Linked DNA regions of Mus musculus: all the other regions are linked to region 1. A link is a contact called in public HiCAR-type and promoter capture Hi-C data. All regions are on one chromosome and are shown on one strand. Each heading gives the region's core, a stretch centred on a gene start, on an enhancer-like site or on the middle of the called end of the contact. The rest is flanking DNA. Distances are from core to core; before and after follow the strand shown.

Region 1 (2,656 bases), core at 103-2,602:
CAGCACTGCCTCTCATCAGACATACGGTTAGGACCTCTACATTTTTCAGCATACGATGCCTGAAAAAAATAATAGCTCCAATTAGAGCCTGGTATGGTGGAGACACATCTACTCTCCCAAGCTACCCTGGAGGGCTGAGGCAGGAGGTTCACAACTTCAAATGTCTGCCTGGGCTAACTACATAAGGAATTAGAAGCCAGGATGAGTTGTTTCAGGAAACTCAATAGCTCAGTGGAAGAGCATTTATCTAGGAGGTATGTGGTTCAATGGGTAAAGGTACTCGCTGCCAAGTCTGAAGGTTTGAGTTCAATATCAGAACCCATACCATGGAAGGAAAGAACAGACTCCTGAAAATTCTCCTCTGACCACAAGTCTCCACAAATAACAATAAATAAATACGTAGATAATATTTTGTGTGTGTGAATGGCTTACTTATCTGTATACCTGAGCACCATGTGTGTGTCTGGAGTCTGTGGAGGTCAGAAGAAGGCCAGAGCTTCTGAGTCCCTGGAAGTGGAGTTACACATGGTTGTGAGCCACTGTATGAGTGCTGGAAACCAAACCTGTGTCCTCTATAAGAGCAACCACGGAGCCATCGCTCCAACCCTCGCTCCAGCCATCACTCCAGCCATCGCTCCAGCCCTCGATAAACTTTAAAAAAAAAAAAAAAAAAAAAAGTCCAGCCAGATTCACAAGCACAAGGATGTAAAGAACGATGGGGTAAATGAGGGGATGAAGAATGCCCCAGCAGGTTGAGGCCACAGTGGATATCAACTGAGTTCTAGACCAACACCAGCTCTGACAGGACCTGGATGGCCACAGCATCTGCCCAGAGCCTTAAGGCCCTTTCTGCCAGAGGGCGTGGTCTGTGGTGGCTCCACCCCACCACAGCCCCGCCCACGCCGCGCGCCTCCAGGCTCACCTGACCGGCTCGCCGCTCACGTGATCTGTCTCGGCGCCGCCATCTTGGAGCCACGGCCGAGGAAGGGGCAAAAAGGGGGAAAGAGAGGGAAAGGAGTCGGGAGCGAGGCGGACGAGGGCGAGGGTACGGTGGGGTCCCGGCCGGCCAAAGGAGGCTCGCAGGAGCAGCAGCCCGCCGCCCGACCGCAGGTACCGCGCCCCGGGCCGCCCCTCCGCTTGAGCGCCGCCGGCCATGTGCGGCCTCGCTGGTGACGCCCGCTTCCTCCTCGCCGGTGACGCCCGCGGCACTGCCACGCACCCGAGCCTGAGCTCCAGGGCCCTGTGTGTACTGTCGTCCCTCTGTCGGGCCTGTGGAGACCCCGGGCCCGCCGTGCCGCTGGGGGTGGGGGTCCCGTTGCTCCCCAGGTCCCGCTGAAGCGCCTTTGCCTTCTGGAGACGTGAAAGCGCTTAGGCCAGCCAGGATGGAGCTTAAGTTTCTTTAATCCCCCGTCCTTTAAGCACTGCGTGGTGTAGGAAATGCCAGCGCAAACGAAAAATAGCAATCGTGGCCTCCCACACGTACACATCCTCTGGGATTGACTGATCTTTCCAGAGATCGCTGAGACCATTGGTGAAAGTGCCCACCTTTCCAGACCTGGGGCATCCCGATCGTTGTTTGGAGTCCGAGGCCTGGGTGATTAATTAGGTCCAGGCAGCCACCCCCACCAAAGGTTGCTGACAGTGGACAGGAATTTGCTTTCAGTCTACATGGCCCAAGGCAATTACTGGATTTACCCCCTTTTCTGTCTGAGTTTGTACTTTCTACTCTACTGGTCTGATTCTGTGTATGGATTGCTATATTGATTAAAAAGAGAAAGTTTGACCCTTCATTCCTTTACCATGGTAACTCTGGAAACTCGGAGGATGCCCTAGCGGTGTACTAATTTTACTTAACTGTAATCGCTAAGTTACTTTCTAAGGGAACCGAATAAGCCTACTTTAAAGCAACAATAGGAAAACAGTAGCCAAAAAAAAAAAGGAGGACCAGGGCAGGAAACTGCTTTGGAGAATATATAGGTCAAGCCACGTTGTCGCATCTTTTCATGGTACTCTTCTGCCCACTGTGTTTGACTAATTTACATAATCACCCCTTAGGCTGTAATTTCGGTTAAAGTTAGAATAGCAATATGTCATTTATTATTCCATATTGGTTAGAAAATTATGTCAGTAAAAGCAGTAGTTTGCTGAGTGAATTACTTACATGGAGGGGGAGGTTTAAAATATACAATTGTTAGAAGTTTTCCAGGCTGATTTGTTTTAGCTTCTGCAAAATCCTCTACTTGTTAAGTAAATTATGTAAATTTGCCTCACACAATTACATTGCATGAACAGCTTTCCGAAATTTCTTTTCAATGTTAAGTATTGGAAGTTTCTTCACTGCCGAAATAAGTTACTGTGTTTCGCCCGCCAATGGAGAGACGTGTTTGATGGTGTTTATTTCCTTCTTGGCCACAGCTGGATTGTGAATATCGATCCAGGAGACTATCTGTTTCAGAAATTGATTGGAAAGACACTGGCTCTGCCACTAACAGCCATGTAACCTTGGGTAAGTCACTTACATCTCACTGAGATGCCTTATTTATAAACCGCCACCACTGTGACTGGACCCACAGAACTCTGAGCAAACGAAGCTGTTTGCTGCTGCCTAGCATCCATCCGGTGCTGTTACTTGATCATGCTCACCTTGAGCATGGAA
Region 2 (2,656 bases), core at 41-2,540, 2.0 Mb before region 1:
GAAAATTCCCCGCAAGGTTTCTCTAGGGACAGGTGGAAAGTTAAGTGGCCCCCATTTTTCACTCCCGGTTTGTGAGTCCTTCCTGTTTGTCCGCCTCTTGGTGAGCGCACACTCAAGTCCCCGAGTTCTTTCCTGGAAGGATGCAAGCCTGGAAGGCTGGGGTCGGTGCGGGCAGAAGCCAGGGGCTGGGGCCTGGGAGGAGCAGGGCGGGGTCCCGGCCTGGCGCGCGGGTGGCAGCGGTGGCCGGGTTTTGTTTGCAGGATATTGTTTTGTCTAACGGGTGCCTCGCAGGAGACGTGATTCGTCAGCCGCCTTAGTTTTCACTTGAGCGGAAAATAACGGCGGCTACGTGCGGTCCCTGCCTGCGGGGCTCGAGCGCGCTGTGCGTGTGCATCCTCTGAGGTGCGCGCGGGTGGGCGGCCCGGGGCACCGGCTTTAGGACTAGCGGGCTAGCAGGGTGAGTGCGCGCCGAGCTGGCCTTGGGTTCCTCCTGCGCTTCTCTGGGCAGTCGCCGCCGCCGCTCTGCAGTTTAGCAGAAATCCGACAGGGGCCGCGTTTGCTGAGCGCATCCGGCCGGCTGCAGCCGGAGCGGGGCCGTGGGGCCAGGCCTCTCGGTGTAGACGTTGGGAGGGGGCCGGTGGGTAGTGGTGGGGGCAGTAGACTGGGAGGGGCGCGGGAAATGATCTTGGCCGGAGCGAGCACAGCTCCCCTGTCCCTGCTGTCCCCTCGTGTCCACCGCGAGTTGGGCATCCCCGCGCGCCGGGGCCTTGGCTTTTCCCCCACGGTCCCTAGGTCTCCAGGCAGGGCTTAGGTGAACTTGGGGTGGGGTGTGCTTGCTCATATGTGTGCGTGCGTGTGTACGTGTGTGTAGAAAGGGAGCTTAGCGTGGAGACCCTGGTTTTCTTTCTCAGTTTTTAACAACTGGATTTTGACTTTGAGACCAGCTTCGCTCACTGCTTGGGCTGGGAGGGGGGCGATCTTTCCCCATCACTCACATCTTTGTTCATTGTTCACTGAGTGCAAAGCAGGCGACTTAAAGAGAGGAAAAAGGAGGGAGAGAAAGAGAGAGGCAGAAGAGGGGGAAGAAGAGAGAAAGAAGAGGGGCGTGGGGGGCACATCAGTGTCCCCTCCTGGGTCGTGTTGGAGGGTGAAATAGTAAACCCACGCACGGAGGGTCGCCAGGAAAGTGGACATTACCGCTTTAATTAACTTCGAGATGCTCCGGCGGCGGGACCTGGCGTAGCCGTGACGCGCCCCCATAAATCTGCCGGGCCGGGGCTGCTCCAAGAACTCATACAGTAGCAGCGTCAGATTCAACGCGCGCCTCCCCCGGCCGGAGTCCATTTGCATAATTGGATTTTTTTTTTTGCCTCCTTCCTCCCTGAAACTTATTTGAAAACCCAAGTGAAAACCGCGACGACCTGCACACTCAAAAGCAAGTGCCAAGTAAGTGCCCTGCGGTGCCCTCCGCGCGCCCCGAGGTGAGGGCGCAGTGCTGGGGGCGAGTGCCCGGCCGGCTCGGGGAGAGTGTGCAGCGGGCGGGAGAATTGCATCTGCTGGGCTGGATGTTCGAGGAACTTTTTGTTTTGTTTTGTTTTTTTGCTGTTTTTTTTTTTTTTTTTAAACACAACTCCCAACCCTGTCTCTCCACTTTTCCGGCGAGGTGAGGTGACTGGGCCACGCGCATAGTTGAGGCGAGCCTGAAGAGGAGATCTTGGGGACACAGTTGAGAGTTGAGCATAGGGGTTCTTTGGGAGGGTGACGGGTCTCTGTCGCCGCCGCCACCGCCACCGTCGCTGCCGCGGCTTGGAGAGCTGAGCTGCGAGTGAGCGGGGTTGGTTGCCTGTCGCGCCGCGCCGCTGATGCAGTTTGTCGCCAAATGCCTCCCCCATTATTCTAAGGTTTGTGTCTCAGGGTGTGCGTGCGCTCGCGTGTGCGCCCCTGTGTTTTGCTGGGCTTTAAAAGGAAGAAAAGCAACCAAAACAAGAGTAGGAAGGCTTCCTTTCCAGTCTGCCTTCCCCTTCAGCGTCCTCTGTTTCTATTGCTTGAAAAAAATGGAGTGAGAGCTGTTTTGCCTAAGAGAGGGTCACCACCAACAGATTGACAATTCGGTTGGAAATGCTATCAATTCTACAGCAGAGATGTAGCTGCGGGCATGGCATGCCGGCTCCACCCTGGTCAGGGAAATGGCTTCACAATTTCAAATTGTTGAAAAAAATGCATACTATGTTATTATTAGTAGTATTATTTGCAGTGAGCAGGATGGAGGGGGAAAGTAGATTGCGTTGGAGAAGACTCCAGCTGTCTTTCCCATTTCTGGGCCTGCCTGGGAACTTGGCTGTGGGCAAGGCCCACCACCCTGCATGGCAGGGGCCTGAGACTCAGCTTCCAGCTCTGGGAGTTGCGGGGGGGGGGCACCTCCCCCCATAGCCCTTTGGCCTCTACTCTAAGAGAGCCTAGGGCTTTGGCTGAAGGCTGCTTTAGCTATGATGTCATCCTGATAGCGGTGCAAATGTCTCTTGATCTCACCATTACCCGCCTGGCTGAGTTGTTGGTAATGATAGCACTCTGCCCAGCTCCCCGACAATCAGGACACGGCGCCCTAGGAATTAGCATCCCCCACCCCAACCTGACCAACAAAGAGTCAGCTTCTGAA
Region 3 (2,656 bases), core at 76-2,575, 1.8 Mb before region 1:
CATACTCTGGATTTGATTTCATCTTTAACCTTTGCAGCTGAGTTTCCTTGACCTCCAAGTATGGCTGTGATTTTCTGAATTTGTTACATTTTGCTTTACATGGTTTCTTTCTCTATTTCCTTTTTCTCGACAGGGAGCTGGGGCCCACCCCTCTGGCCATCTTTCAGCAACCAGAGCATCTTTTCCGAGGAACATTCTTACTAGACTGACAGTCCTTAAGTCAAGCATGCAGTGAGGGTGTTAAGGTAAGTCTCACCCTACTAGAGCTGTCTGCCTGGACACTCCTCACTTCTTCCTGTTTGCCCTGTTGAGCTCACACAAATCCAATTCAAGCCATCTACTGTGCACCCCAGTCAAGCATCTCCTGGCTACTAGAGGAGGCACCTACACCCACCCAGTAAAACCATCGGCTGTGGCTCCTGGGGACCAGCATCTCTTTGAGGTTGGGGTGGTGGCGGTTTAAAACAAAAGTATCCGGAAGACCAATGTTCTATTTTCTCATGGCGCTTCACCCCCGATGTTGTGTTTTCTACTCGGTTGCTTAATTCCTTTCTGGAGTTTTCTTCCGAGACAGAGATGAGGCTCCAGCTCAAAATCCTGAGGTGCTGTTCGTGTTTTTCTGGTTCCAAGAGAAGTGCTGCTGTTATTTTGAGTAGTTTTGATACAACCAAATCAAAGTGAAGATTTGAAATGGCTTTTCTGAAAGCCCAAGCTGAAGTCATAAATTATTCTGCACCGCGATTCTTTCTGATAGTGAAACCGTACCTCTGCCTGACATTGCTGCAATGGGAGAAAGTGAAAGTTAAAAATAAAATGAAACATTTAAATCTGGGCTGTTGAGAAGCTCAGATAGACATCAAGGCCAGTCGATAGAGGCTCCTATCAATTAGACTTCCACGCTTATCATTCCATATTGGCTTATTAGCAATTGCCTGGGTTCAGGGTTCCAGGATTAAGAATGTGAAGGGCTGGGGGGCGGAAGGGAGGCGTATGCGAGGAAATAGCAACCTGTGAAAAGGCCAGGTCTGTGGCTTCCTCTATTTGCAGGAGGCTGGGGACAGGCTGGTGGTGGCATGGAGGCCTTGTTGTGATTCTTGCGGGAGGAAAATGTCTACAGTGAGAAGGTTGGAAGTTTTCCCTAGCCTACCCCGTTATTTGAGTCGGAAAGTGTTGATTTCACACCGTGCTGAGTGTTTTCCCGCAGCTTCTTAGTGGGTGTATTCTATGTTGAGAAAAAGGAGCAGTTAACGAAAGCAGTAGTGGGGGCCATCAGAGGCCTGGCAGGCCTGTGACTTTGCCGATCCCAAGGTGCCCTCTAGGAGAGGGGTGGGCAGCTCAGGAGCTCCAGCCTAGAGCTTGCAGACGGAGCTTCTGGCTGGGTCCCTCCTCGGCATATCGCAGGCGGGAACAATTTTTGGTTCTTTTGCTGCTGGGTTGGGAAAACAAGCCCGTGGTTGCCAGTAAGGTTTGGAATCTGCCTGCCAGATAAGGGAATGTCTGTGAAGACTATTTTCCCTCTTGGGAGGCAAAACACAGATGGGGGAGTTCGGAGTCTAACAGCATTCAGCTGCTACATTGATGGTAGGAATTCTGCAGTGTGGATGCTCATGGTATCCGAGGGCCAGGTTTAGCATCGCTGCCGAGGGCCGCTGGTAGGGAGTTGGTGGGACTGGCTGTTGAGAGAACAAGTACGTAAGCTTGTTCAGAAACATTCAGTACTCTGTGCTTCTTGGGGTAGGAGAGGAAGCAACGCCGCCATGCTGGGCACTTCCGCCATGCTGGGCACTTCCGCCACGCTTGGCACTTCCGCCATGCTGGGCACTTCCGCTATGCTGCCCACTTCCCCTTTGACTCCCTTTGGCATGGGATATGAAAGAGAACAAAAATGAACTACCTAACCGAGTGCTCCCTACACCCCCAACCCTGCCTCCTGCGGACAGACATGAAAGGAAGGCCATGGGTTTCCCCTGAGGGAGACACACACCACCCCTAGTTTGGGCGGCTTTCATACTGTAGGACAGGCAGCGTCTTTTGGCTCACCAGGTTTCCCAGCACTAAGGCACATATTTGCAGCTAGTCACTGGACTAAACTTTGGGCTTCCTGGAACTTAAAGGACAATCAGGACTGTCATATGCAGGAGATATGGTCAATAAGGAAGCCTGAAGTTGCAGACTCCATTGATCCCAATACTCTGCCTAATTCTTCCTACATGTATGTGCCTGAGAGTTTATGAGTTTGGCACAGAAAAAGAGCGACAACAGTAACTAATACGAAGATAAAACAGTGCCAGCAATGTCTATTCATAAATGCCATGCAAATGTGGTTTCACAGGCAGGGGACTGAGGTATGTGCGGTCTATGGTGTAGACCATAAGCAGGTATGAGGATTTTTTTTTTCTGGGTGGGAAATGTACACCTTGGGATGACTTGAGAGATGTGTGTCATGTGACCAGGAAGTCAAATTGAAACTTTACTTTCAAGAACAGATTCTTTTTTTTTCCAATTTTTTAAATTATGTATTTATTTCATTTACATTTCAAATGCTATCCCAAAAGTCCCCTATACCCTCCCCCCTCCCGCTCCCCTACTCACCCACTCCCACTTCTTGGCCCTGCCGTTCCCCTGTACTGGGGCATATAAAGTTTGCAAGACCAAT
Region 4 (2,656 bases), core at 72-2,571, 1.5 Mb before region 1:
GGGCGAGCACAAGGGGGTGGGAAATACCGAAGGACATCAAAGAGGGTCTCACTCGCAGCTCTGCTCTGTCTCAAGGCTCTGTAATTTGGGAAGGTTCTGTGCTAAGTAATTTGTGAGCCTCCAAACACACAGGTTATTGTTTGTGGACAGATGGCACGTTGCGTTTTATCGCTTTTCCTTCTGTGGGTCCTCATACGCAGGACTAATGTGCATTCGGAAGTCTTTGTCTCCTGGCTAAAAATCTCTAATCTAAAACAGGCAATCAAGTACAGAGGCAGAGGTTTGGAGGCATAATCAGAGTTTTAAAAGCAAAGAAGAGGAGGAGGGGGGGGGGAGGCGGGAACCAAACTGCAGTCAGCACACAGATGTGTGTGTGTAGAAGCCGAGAGATGATCGGTGTGTTAAAAGTGGACAAAATTACCAGGGTTCTGAAACGCAGAAGCTGGGAGAGAGTACCCCGTCTTAGCCTTGGCCGGCACCTGGGCACCGTCTGGCATCACCGGAGTGTGGCCTCGGCTGACTTGCCCTCCAGAATCCGGGGGTCTTTGTTTCTATGTGCAGTGTGGTCATAGCCGTGGTGGGGCCTGGGAGGGCCCCTTTCTAGAAGCTTCAGCCACCCTCCCAGTTAAATCAATGTTGGTACCCAGGAAGGAACTGCGCCAGAGGAAGAAGTGCACTCCTCTTTTCTTCCTATGGAATTTTTCCCCCTTTTTTTATTCTGAAGATAGAATCACTGTTTGTAAGCATCTGAAAGTCATTAGAAGCTCCGCAGTCTGTCAGGTGTCGACGCAAGAAACTGCTGGAATCAAACGGGTGCCTGCACCCAGGGCTGGGGATTTGTCATGTGCTGATGAGGAGTTATAATAATATATGAGCAAATCACAAGCATTCTGCAAATTAATCAAATTCTTTTCCCCCCTTCTCCCTTGTCTCGGGGAGAGTGGCTTTGCAGGCAGACGTAGGTGAAGCAGCTCCCGCTCACAGATGGTCTCTCTGGCATCAGATGGAATTTATGTAACAGTAATTCTGAGTTCCTGCCAAAGTAGCAGTGAGCACACCAGGGAAGATTGTAGAAGGCGAGTCATGTGGCTCTGCTGAGGTTGTTGTGGGAAGTTTAAGGGGGGAAATCTCGAATTTTCTTTTACTGTTTTTGCCTGAAGGGCCAGAAACGGAACGCCATTCTGCCATGGGCGAAATCCGTCACATCTCTCCTTGCCGCCTGCACTGAAACGAGCGCTTCGCAGCTGTTACAACTGCTGGCGGGTGACAGAGCCCCAGACCCGATCCTCGCCCTCCCAGCTCCTTACAAGATTGAAAGGGGAATGGGTTCACAAGGTGGGCGCAGCTACACGCTAAAAGAGGCCGGCCTCTCTCGCCTACGCGCGCGCGCGCCCCTCCCCTTCGGCTTCCCCTGGCATTGAAAAAGACCTACCAGGGCTTTTTCTTTTCAAGTGTTTTATTAAATGAAGAGTCTAACAACCCTCACTTTAATTACACACGGGCTTCGTTTATAATTCCCCTGGATTTATTCAAGTAGTTGAAAACGACGGTGCTGGTGATTAAACCGATCCTGTTAGTTTAGCAGGGTGTTGGTGTGTGATGTGTGTGTCACAGGGTGCTTGTGTGTACCTGCGTGTGGGTGCTTGTTCTGCGGCCTCCCTGTGCTAATGACGCCCTTATCCTGCCTTTACAACTGCCCCTTTGGGAAATGTCATCTTGTATGGGACAAAAGGACATAGGAGCTGACTCTCTGGATCCCCTGCGTTGAGGGACCCTTTCACGCTATAGGGAGATTTTTTTTTTCCTTATGCAGAGGGAAAAATCATAGCAAGATGGCGTGGAGGAGGCTGCATTATGCAATGGAAGTCCTAGTGCTGTGGCTTTGGGTCCCTCCCGTCCCTCCCACCCCCACCCTGCCATCCTAATGTAAAGCCCTGCCCATTTGTTTTGGTTTACGTGACTACAGAGAAATAAGTGGATTAGAGAGAAACTTTTGCATGCTTCATTGCAGCTGGATGCCGACATCTGTCATTCCTCAGCCATCTTCTGGATCATGCCAGCAAGGGAGAGCAAAGTCTGACACCTTTGATTTTTAGAAAGAGCCTTTTATTAGGGGGAAGAAAAGAGAAGAAAGGAATTGTGTTTCTTTTGTGACTCCATGAGAGAGGGGTGGGGTGGGGAGATAGCTACCTTTCTGAGGGCACCATTCATTCATTCATTCATTCATTCATTCATTCATTCATTCATTCATTCACTCACTCACTCACTCATTCATAGGCGTGCCACAGTAGCAGCCAGCAGTCTGAAAGTTTATGTTTCTGTCTTTTTTCTACACCATTTTCCATTGTTCCAGAACTAGTTGCAGGGAAGGGAGCACGCTAGGAAAATGCAGATTTCAAAATATCATGTCCATACATCTCCCGTGGATGAAGGCCCCGGGGGTGAGTAACCAGCAGGCATGGATTCCTTTAAGGAATGGGGTGTCTATAATTCTCTATCACACATTCTCTGACCTCAGGACCTAGAATGGCACTGCAGCTGGCAGAAGGTGACCCCAGTTTTTAGAGAGGTGCCATCTACAGGGTTCCCCCAACACACACCCTACAGAAATCGTGCTAGTTTTGATGAGTGCTGTGTGTAAGTTGTGGATTATCAC

Evidence for each region. Promoter capture Hi-C pulls out the DNA fragments that hold promoters and counts their contacts. HiCAR-type assays count read pairs that join an accessible place to other places.
Region 2: a contact with region 1 is called in a HiCAR-type map of astrocytes, with 7 times the contacts expected there. The contact joins the promoter of Zfp536 here to the promoter of E130304I02Rik in region 1. A contact is called at or near these places in 5 of 39 promoter capture datasets (cranial neural crest, embryonic stem cells, hippocampal neurons and 1 more) and 3 of 115 datasets of contacts at active chromatin or transcription factors (astrocytes, forebrain and stem cell-derived neural progenitor cells).
Region 3: a contact with region 1 is called in a promoter capture Hi-C map of hippocampal neurons, with 7 times the contacts expected there. The contact joins the enhancer-like site here to the promoter of E130304I02Rik in region 1. A contact is called at or near these places in 5 of 39 promoter capture datasets (the 3T3-L1 cell line, cranial neural crest, frontonasal cranial neural crest and 2 more) and 3 of 115 datasets of contacts at active chromatin or transcription factors (embryonic stem cells, forebrain and large pre-B cells).
Region 4: a contact with region 1 is called in a promoter capture Hi-C map of hippocampal neurons, with 23 times the contacts expected there. The contact joins the enhancer-like site here to the promoter of E130304I02Rik in region 1. A contact is called at or near these places in 10 of 39 promoter capture datasets (the 3T3-L1 cell line, the HPC-7 cell line, cranial neural crest and 6 more), 5 of 484 Hi-C or Micro-C datasets (cerebellar granule neurons, cerebellum, embryonic retina and 2 more), 14 of 115 datasets of contacts at active chromatin or transcription factors (SST interneurons, cardiomyocytes, differentiating embryonic stem cells and 9 more) and 1 of 9 other capture datasets (adipose tissue).

Annotation. Positions count from the first base shown.
Region 1 is chr7:35,801,288-35,803,943 of GRCm38.p6, reverse strand. E130304I02Rik (RIKEN cDNA E130304I02 gene) reads right to left here and starts at 1,352. Exons shown (of 3, transcript NR_033567.1): 1 at 923-1,352. Zfp507 (zinc finger protein 507) reads left to right here and starts at 955. Exons shown (of 7, transcript NM_177739.3): 1 at 955-1,110; 2 at 2,416-2,506.
Region 2 is chr7:37,768,386-37,771,041 of GRCm38.p6, reverse strand. Zfp536 (zinc finger protein 536) reads left to right here and starts at 1,290. Exons shown (of 6, transcript NM_172385.2): 1 at 1,290-1,446.
Region 3 is chr7:37,647,275-37,649,930 of GRCm38.p6, reverse strand. Zfp536 (zinc finger protein 536) reads left to right here. Exons shown (of 6, transcript NM_172385.2): 3 at 134-245. Among named protein-coding and RNA genes, the nearest start is that of 4930505M18Rik, 21 kb to the left of the region's middle. Within about 2 kb of position 1,325, at least 13 of the 459 cell types and tissues checked have an H3K27ac peak or open chromatin away from gene starts, as enhancers often do. A contact at or near this core is called in hippocampal neurons, where this site is marked.
Region 4 is chr7:37,335,701-37,338,356 of GRCm38.p6, reverse strand. It overlaps a transcript of Zfp536 not described here. Among named protein-coding and RNA genes, the nearest start is that of Gm30483, 9.0 kb to the right of the region's middle. Within about 2 kb of position 1,321, at least 96 of the 459 cell types and tissues checked have an H3K27ac peak or open chromatin away from gene starts, as enhancers often do. A contact at or near this core is called in SST interneurons, cerebellar granule neurons, cerebellum and 5 more, where this site is marked.